Linked DNA regions of Mus musculus: region 2 is linked to region 1. A link is a contact called in public promoter capture Hi-C data. All regions are on one chromosome and are shown on one strand. Each heading gives the region's core, a stretch centred on a gene start, on an enhancer-like site or on the middle of the called end of the contact. The rest is flanking DNA. Distances are from core to core; before and after follow the strand shown. Region 1 overlaps Gm10069 (predicted gene 10069). Region 2 holds the start of Nrip2 (nuclear receptor interacting protein 2).

The links. Promoter capture Hi-C pulls out the DNA fragments that hold promoters and counts their contacts.
Region 2: a promoter capture Hi-C map of embryonic stem cells shows a contact between it and region 1, with 2.6 times the contacts expected there. The contact joins the promoter of Nrip2 here to the enhancer-like site in region 1. A contact is called at or near these places in 3 of 39 promoter capture datasets (embryonic stem cells, liver and trophoblast stem cells), 1 of 15 datasets of contacts at CTCF or cohesin (embryonic stem cells), 17 of 484 Hi-C or Micro-C datasets (the AML12 cell line, CD8 T cells, the G1E-ER4 cell line and 7 more), 4 of 115 datasets of contacts at active chromatin or transcription factors (embryonic stem cells and extraembryonic endoderm stem cells) and 3 of 9 other capture datasets (adipose tissue, liver and pancreatic islet).

What each region holds. Positions count from the first base shown.
Region 1 is chr6:128,478,626-128,482,712 of GRCm38.p6, forward strand. All of the region lies in intron 2 of Gm10069 (predicted gene 10069), which reads left to right. Among named protein-coding and RNA genes, the nearest start is that of Gm10069, 42 kb to the left of the region's middle. Within about 2 kb of position 1,391, at least 73 of the 459 cell types and tissues checked have an H3K27ac peak or open chromatin away from gene starts, as enhancers often do. A contact at or near this core is called in embryonic stem cells, regulatory T cells and trophoblast stem cells, where this site is marked.
Region 2 is chr6:128,397,119-128,401,084 of GRCm38.p6, forward strand. Nrip2 (nuclear receptor interacting protein 2) reads left to right here and starts at 2,648. Exons shown (of 6, transcript NM_021717.2): 1 at 2,648-3,183. The coding sequence starts at 2,995.

The sequences.
Region 1 (4,087 bases), core at 141-2,640:
TCCCACCCTAAAGCTAAACAGTAGTGTTTTGAGGAAGTGATGCTAACTCAATTTGGAGGAATCGTGTTTAGAACAAAGAATACAAAAACAAACAGACAAATAAAAACCGTAAAAACAAAGTCAGATACAAAACTGTGTAATTGGCCAATGGGTGGTGGACAGTTGAGGGGCCTAGGCCATCGGACTCACTGGCCTCAGGTGACTCCACTTGAGGCTTCAGGGTGACAGGAAATTCCCAGGGTCTTCACCCAGCTGAAGCAGAGGGTGGCTGAGTAGTGATTTCTGGGGTGGGGAAGGGGGAAGTCTTTCTTCAAGTCATGTCTGAGAATCTCTCCTTGACTTTGGGTCGCCACTGTCCTGTCTCAGGTGAGAGGCAGAGTCTTCAGTGACTGTCCCTTCCTTTGCACACCATCAGTGTACCAAGCCCCCTGCCCCCCCCCACCCCCCCCAGCCCATGCATGTAACTGAAGCAGCCACATACTAACGTGATTCTCACCCATTTTTGCCCGGAGTGTAGGTTAGAGGGTTTAAAGCAGGGCAGAGGAGGGACTGGGTACTGAAAAAGACGTCTTGTTTAATGCTACAGAGCTCGTTCACTGGAGGTTTTATTTGAAGCTGTAGCCTGCATCCATGGTACCTCAGCACAGACAATACTTCACCGGGTCCTGAGGACTTGGGTTACTGCTTTTTAATTCTAGCAAAGACATTTTAAACAAACGCATGAATACAGAGAGAAGATCCCGGGGAATGCCCCAGCACCCTACGTACCGCTACAGCTATCAAATTGAAACCTCCCTCTTCATCCTTAAGCGTCATTCACACTTTTTTTTTTTTTGTTTGTTTGTTTTTGTTTTTCGAGACAGGGTTTCTCTGTATAGCCCTGGCTGTCCTGGAACTCACTTTGTAGACCAGGCAGTCCTCGAACTCAGAAATCCTCCTGCCTCTGCCTCCCCCTCTTCCTCCCTCCCTCTCTCCCACTGTGCTGGGATTAAAGGCGTGTGCCACCACGCCCGGCTTTCATTCACATTTTTTGCAACGAATTCCAGAGAGTAGGTCTTCCTCCTGCCCCTGACCCCCCTCTTCCTCCCTCCCTCTCTCCCACTACCAGCTTCCTTAAGGAGAAAGTGAGATAATCTAGACATTCGGTGAAATGAAGATCAGCTCCGGGCTGAGAAGTCAGGGAAGGAGGAAGGAACTGGTCTATTATAAATTTGTCAGGGCTCTGTGTTTCCGATATGAATTGAATCTCCTGCAAAGACTCTGTGCTGAGGACAGCCGTCTCCCTCTAGCTCCCCCTTGCGGCTGATTTCCTCTAGGTCGAGGGGGAGGGAGTCAGGGATAGGAAAACAGAATGGCTCTTGCCCCCCCTGCTGGCTGCCCGCGTGGATGACAGGAAAGGCCCACAGCAGGGGTGCACCTGGGAGGACGTTTCTTGGTTTGCGGTTCCTTCAGGAACCACCCCTCCCCAGCCCCTCCCCCCCAGCAGACAGGCAAACGATGGGACACGGTGTGAGGAAGGGTCTCCTCAAAGTTTTAGCCCCCGTCTTATCTACAGGTCTGCAGGGCTCCAGGGATGGCAAGGCTTACAGCGGGCCACAGCGGGCCGCAGCGGGCCAATGCCCACGAGGGCTAGCACTGCACGGTGCCAGGAGGAGCAGACTCCTGCTGTGTGTTTCTGGCATCCTGCATGACAGACACCAGTGAACCCATCATCCCTTTAAATGGAAACTCAATGGCAGAGGCTAGTTGTCCTAGCAACTGCAGGACAGAAGAGCCTTTGTCGGGGCTGGAGAGATGGCTCAGCAGTTAAGGGCACTGACTGCTCTTTCAAAGGTCCTGAGTTCAATTCCCAGCAACCACATGGTGGCTCACAACCATCTGTAATGAGATCCGATGCCCTCTTCTACAGTGTACTCATATAAATAAAATGAATCTTTAAAAAAAAAAAAGAGCAAAAAAGAAGAGCCTTTGTCACTGGCTGTGGCAACACATGCTGGTGACCATGTCCTCTTCTTCCCCCCCACCTCCCACTCTCCTTTAGACATGCAGGCCCCTAGTAGCTGTTGAACTATTGGGTTTGTCTTTATTAGAGAGACTGTCTCTGATTTATCAGACTTCACAGCAGAGAAGAGAGATCTGCGGAAGGAGGCAGCTGTGTAAATAGAGCCTGGATGAGACTGGCCTGGATCACCCTAGGCACTGTGGTCTCCCAAGTGGGATCTCAAAGATGGCATAGTCAAATATGGCACCATGGTGGGGACGTACTCCCAGCCTTGTCGCAGAGCTGTCTGGGATTTGAAGGCAATAATTATCTTTATTTTCAGTACTTGCCTTCTTTATGTTGGCTCAGACAAGTACTGTAGGGCATTTGAACAGGTTTCCTCTGTGGTCCGCTCTCTGTAGGGGACTCCACTGAGTCAGCTTGTTTTCAGACACTGAACAGCACGGAAAAGTTGACATGTCAGTTTGTGAACACAGAGGATCTGGAATGAACTTTGCCGTGCCACACTCTGTACCCTCAGTTCGAGATGGGAGGTGACAGCTGATAACTGTTACGAAAAGGCATTCTTGAGGCCAGCATGTGCCTGGGACTCAGCTTGGCTTCTGAAGACCATGAAGTGTGGCAAGCCTGACACCGACATCCGAATCTCTTCCCAGACCACAATGGGATTCATTTCTTCCTAGCTCTCAGGTGTCCATGATTTGAAGGCAGTACTGCCCGTTACCCACTCCAAGATTCTCGGATACAGTACACAGCCTCTCTCCTGGTTTCTGTATGCACTGCTCCTCCTTCAGGCTCCTCCAAGGCCACAGGGAGTGGAGAAAGGAGGGGTCTTAGGGTGTACCCTTCTCTGTCAGTTGTCATCTGAGTATCCCACTCTTCTGCTAACAGGGTCCTCATGATGGCAAAGCACGCCCAGGCTAAAGCAGGACCCACTTTCCACCTGAGGTCTGGCTATAGTTCCTCAGCTTCCAGTCACTGTGTGGGGCCCTAGAGCACCACCCAGATTCTCTTAGAAAAACACCGCAATTGTGGAACTCTCCAGAACAGTCTCTAAATGAGAAAGTCAGGATTGGGCAAATTGATGTGATTCAGCTGTCTACGACCTGAGTTGATACCACCCAAGCAGGTTTCAAATGTCGTTACAGTATAGATATGATACAAAGGGAGAAGCAATTCTGGACTAGGCTGGGTTAGATGGCAGCAGGGCACCACCAAAGTCTCTGGTTATCTGATGCTTGGAGATGTGACTTCATCAGACTGTTCCTGAATCAATTTGTAGATCTATGGTTTGTGCTTGGTGCCCTGTCGCATTGTGAAGGAAGTGCCTGATCTACACACCAGAGCTTAAAACGCATTTAGAAATTTTCATGTCTTGATTTCCATTCTCAGGTCAGGCTGAGCTCACGAATCATGAGCTCGTCTGACGCTTACAACTTTGTGGCATGTCAGAGGATGAGCAGACCCACTCAGAAATGTCTCTGCATGTTCCTGCTGTCCGTCTGTGGGACTTTGTAACCCACGCTGGTTAAGTGTCTATCCAAGCCTCAGGCTGAGTAGCTATGCATGATGTTCCCTGAGAGGCAGGCAGTAACTTCTGGGAGTGAACAGTAACGAGACAAGATGCCTGAGAACCAAAAGTTCAGCGTGAGGGCTTGGGTGTAGATTCTTTTATCATTAAACATCCAGCTGAACAAAGCATCCAGGATGGCCATTAGCCCACCAGTGAGCTCCCCTGCCTCGCTACACGGAGACAGTCCACACTGAAAACAAACAAGCTGTTCCAAAGACGGAAGACAAGGCTGTTCAGAAGAAAAGATATTCTAGAAGCAACCAAAGCAACAAAAACTTCTGACATGGGAACGCATTCAGCATGAAAATATGTAAATAAAATAAAGTTCTAGTCTTAGTTAGGGTTTTACTGCTGTGAACAGACACCATGACCAAGGCAACTCTTATAAGGACAATATTTAATTGGGGTTGGCTTACAGGTTCAGAGGTTCAGTCTATTATCATTAAGGTGGGAACACAGCAGCATCAAGGCAGGCATGGTGCAGGGGGAGCTGAGAGTTCTACATCTTCATC
Region 2 (3,966 bases), core at 1,398-3,897, 80 kb before region 1:
CTCTTCTTCTGACCTCTGTGCCACCAGGCACACACATGCTACACATACATGGATGCAGGTAAACACTCATCACATAAGATAAATCTAAAAAAGAAAAAACAAACAAACAAACAAACAAACAAAAAAAACCCAGAAACAGAGCATGGTGCCTTTATCCCAGCATGCAGAGAGGCAGAGGCAGGAGGATCTCTGGGAGTTAGAGGCCAGCCCTTTCTCTATAGGGAGTTCCAGGACAGCCAGTACTACTTAAGAAAAGAAAAGAAAAAAAAGATAGGCTCACAACCAAAGAGACAAGAACCTTACAGAGGGCTGCTGGAAATGTCTTCCTGTGTCTTCATTAGAGATTACAATAATTACAAATAGTTATTCCTTAGAAGTGATTTTTTTTTAAAAAAATGTACTTGTTTATTTTCTGTGCATGGATATTTTGTCTGCATCTATGTCTGTGAAACACGTGCATGCCCCGTACCTGAGGAAGCCAGAAGAGAGTGTGGAAGCCCTGAAATAGACAACCGTGAGCTACCATGTGTGGGTGCTAGAAACTGAGCCTGGTCCTCTACAAGAGCAGCCAGCTTGTAGCTTCTGAGTCATCCCTCCCGGCCCAGAAATGATTTGCCAAGGTCTTGCCCAAGCTAATGATTTACCCAAGCTGACCCTGGAATCCTGGGCTTGAGCAACCCTCTGCCTCAGGCCCCTGGGGGGATTTGTGGAGTCTGTGTTTTGTGTGGCTGTTTTGGAGTGCTGGGGACTGAAGGCACTGAACAGAGCCTGCACGTGTCAGGCAAACATTCTACCACCTTTGGCAGCTTTTTACTTTTAAAAAGTTGTCCAAAAACAATTAATTACGTGTAAATGTGTCTTTGTGTTTGGAATTGTGCATGGGTGGGGACAGGTACATCTCTGGGTACATGTGCTTAGGAGTCCAAAAGAGGGTGTCAGATCTCCTGGCTAGCACTGGAGTTGTAGGTGGATAGGAGCTGTCTGGGACGCCAGGATCCACACTGCAAGGGCGGTAAGCACAGTTTGTGCTATCTCTTCTTCCCACCCACCCCCTTTTATGATTACTGTCATTTAAGCTAATTTTGCTACTTTATTCTTATTCCTTGTATTTGTGTGTTTATGAGAATGTATCTGAAACATATGCGGGGTTACAGGTGTCTGTGAGCCACCTGAAATCTTCTTGTTTGGGGGGATTCTCAATAGGGTTTCTCTGTGCAGCCCTGGAACTTGCTCTGTAGATCAGGCTGGCCTCCAACTTATAGAGATCCGTCTAGCCTCTGCCTACCAAGTGCTGGGATTAAAGGCATGCACCACCACTGCTGGGCTAGCAGTAAACACTCTTAAGTCCCAAGCCATCTTTCCAGGCCCTTCTTTTTATTTTAATTTTTTGTTTTGTTTTTTATTTATTAATCTTTTTGTTTATATTTCAAATATTATCCCTCTTCCTTGTCTCCTCTCCATGAACCCCCCTCCCCTTTGCCTCTAAGAGGGTGCTCACCCCACTAGCATCCCCCTTCTCTGGGACATCAACCCTTCTTTTTATTTTTATTTTATGTGTATGGGTATTTTGCCTCTGTGCATATGTACATGTATATGTATATATGTACCACGGGCATGTCTGGTGCCATGGACCCCCTGGAACTGGGGTTACAGATAGTTGTGAGCTGCAGACAGTTGTGAGCCACTATGTGGATGCTGGGAATTGAGCCCTGGTCCTCCAGAAGAGCAGCCAATGCTCTTAGCTACTGAGCCACCTCTTCAGCCCCCTTCTTTTTATTTTTAAGATTTCACTAAATTGGACTGGAGAGATGGCTCAGCGGTTAAGAGCTGCTCTTAACTGAGGTCTCTTAACTGACTGCTTTTCCAGGGTCCTGAGTTCAAATCCCAGCAACCACATGGTAGCTCACAACCCTCTGTAATGAGATCAGATGCCTTCTGGTGTGCCCAAAGATAGATGCAGTGTACTTACATATAATAAACAAATTATATATATATATATATATATTTCACTAAATTGAAAGCCTGAGAGTGAACTCACACTGTAGTCCAGGCAGGCCTTGAATTGTGATCCTCCTGTCTCACCTTCCCAAGTAGTTGGGATTCTGATGGGAGAGGACCAAGGTGAGTCACAGACTAACCCAGTTGGAGAGATGTATTAGGCCCAGAACATTCCCAGAATTCCTCATCATGGAATCACTGGGACTTCAGCGTCTAACAGGGAAGATCTCAGAGGTGAGTATTACTAGAACGTTCCTGATCTCTTTGCAATTCGAGAGAGATATTGGGACTGACAGGGAGAGGCCAAGCAAGGAGGGTGGCTGATGGCAGATGGAGGAGAGGTGGGGAGGCCACTCTCATACTGTCCCTCTCTGGCCAGCACCTCAAACCCTAGTAGCAAAGGACAGCAGCATGAGAAAAGAGCTGGGTGGCTGACTGTTCAGAGACTGGAAGGGGACAGCAGAGCCGGTCCACAAAACACAAGAGACAAGGGACATGCATGCCTGCTTCCCCACACATACCAAACATGCGCCCCCACACAATGGCACTCACCTCTCTCTGATGACTTGGCACAGCCTCCTGACAGTTTACAACACCCGCGTGCGCGCGCGCGCGCACACACACACACACACACACACACACACACACACACACACACACACACAACCATCCACCACCCACTCTGAGCAGGACCCCAGAGCTGCAGGCTTTGCAGCCTACCAGCTGCAGGCCCTGCTCGCCCTCCCTCTCCTTTAGGGCTGGGTTTTTCCAGCCGGAACCTCGCTCCCTCTACTGCAATCTCTGGAAACTGGTGTCTGACGCGCTGCTCTCGCCTATTATTTATTTATTTCTTCTTTTCTTCCTGCTGAGACCCTCCTGTCAGAGGGAGAGCCGCAGTCCGGAGACAGAGAAAGGCAGAAGCTATAGGGGGAGCTGGGAGCAAAAAGGAGGTGGAGAGAGACTCCCATACACCCTGTCTGCTTTCCACAGAAGACCATGAGCACCGGGCAAGAGGCCAGGAGAGATGAGGGAGACTCCAGGAAAGAACAGGAAGCTTCGCTTCGGGACCGAGCCCACCTGAGCCAGCAGCGCCAACTCAAACAGGCCACCCAGTTCTTGCACAAGGACTCGGCTGACCTGCTGCCCCTGGACAGCCTCAAGAGACTCGGCACCTCTAAGGACCTGGTAAGGACCCTGACCCTTTCTCTCCTCTTCTTCATATCCTGTGTTTGGGGTGAAGGGAGGTGGTCTAAAGGGCAGAGCCTCAATCTTCAAATTTCTTTCTCCTGTTGAGATGGGAAAGATGTTTCTGCCAACTTGCAGCCCCCCAATCCTCCCCAGATCCTTCATTGGGAATGTTTCTTGGCCTGGTGGCAGTGAGGGTCCCTGGGCTCATAACTCAGCTTCCACCGTTTTCCCCCCTTAAAGCCCAAGGCTATCCTGGGGTAGTGGAGAGTCATGTTGTTCAGCGCAGCCTAGAGGACCCGGGATTCCCAGGGAATGGACACATAAGGACAGTAAGGCCTAGAGGATCCGTCACCCCGGGGTTATGACTCCTACTTCTAGATTCCTTCAAAGCTGCCCACGAATTTGCCCCATTCCTCAGACCTGCCCCCACTTTTGCCCTTTCCCCCCTATCACCCACTTACTGAGGGTCTCCTGGGCAATCAGGGGTTCATATGGCTCTGACCTGGACCTGTCTGTGTCCTTATGTCCCTTCCTCCCAAACCACTGCAGCAATTTTGGCCCCCCAGAGGGAACAGGCCGAGGGTGACAATGAGGAGGTAAGGGGGGCTAGGGTCAGCGTGCAGTCTTTGCCCCCAGGGATATAATGGTTAAGAGCACGGGCTTTGGAACCACCTTGCTTGGGACCAAATTCTGGCTGTAATTTGGAAAGTTGTCTCTGTGCCTTGTTATCTCCATCTGTTAGAAAGGAATAAAGTTGCGAGCATCCACCTGGTAAACAGG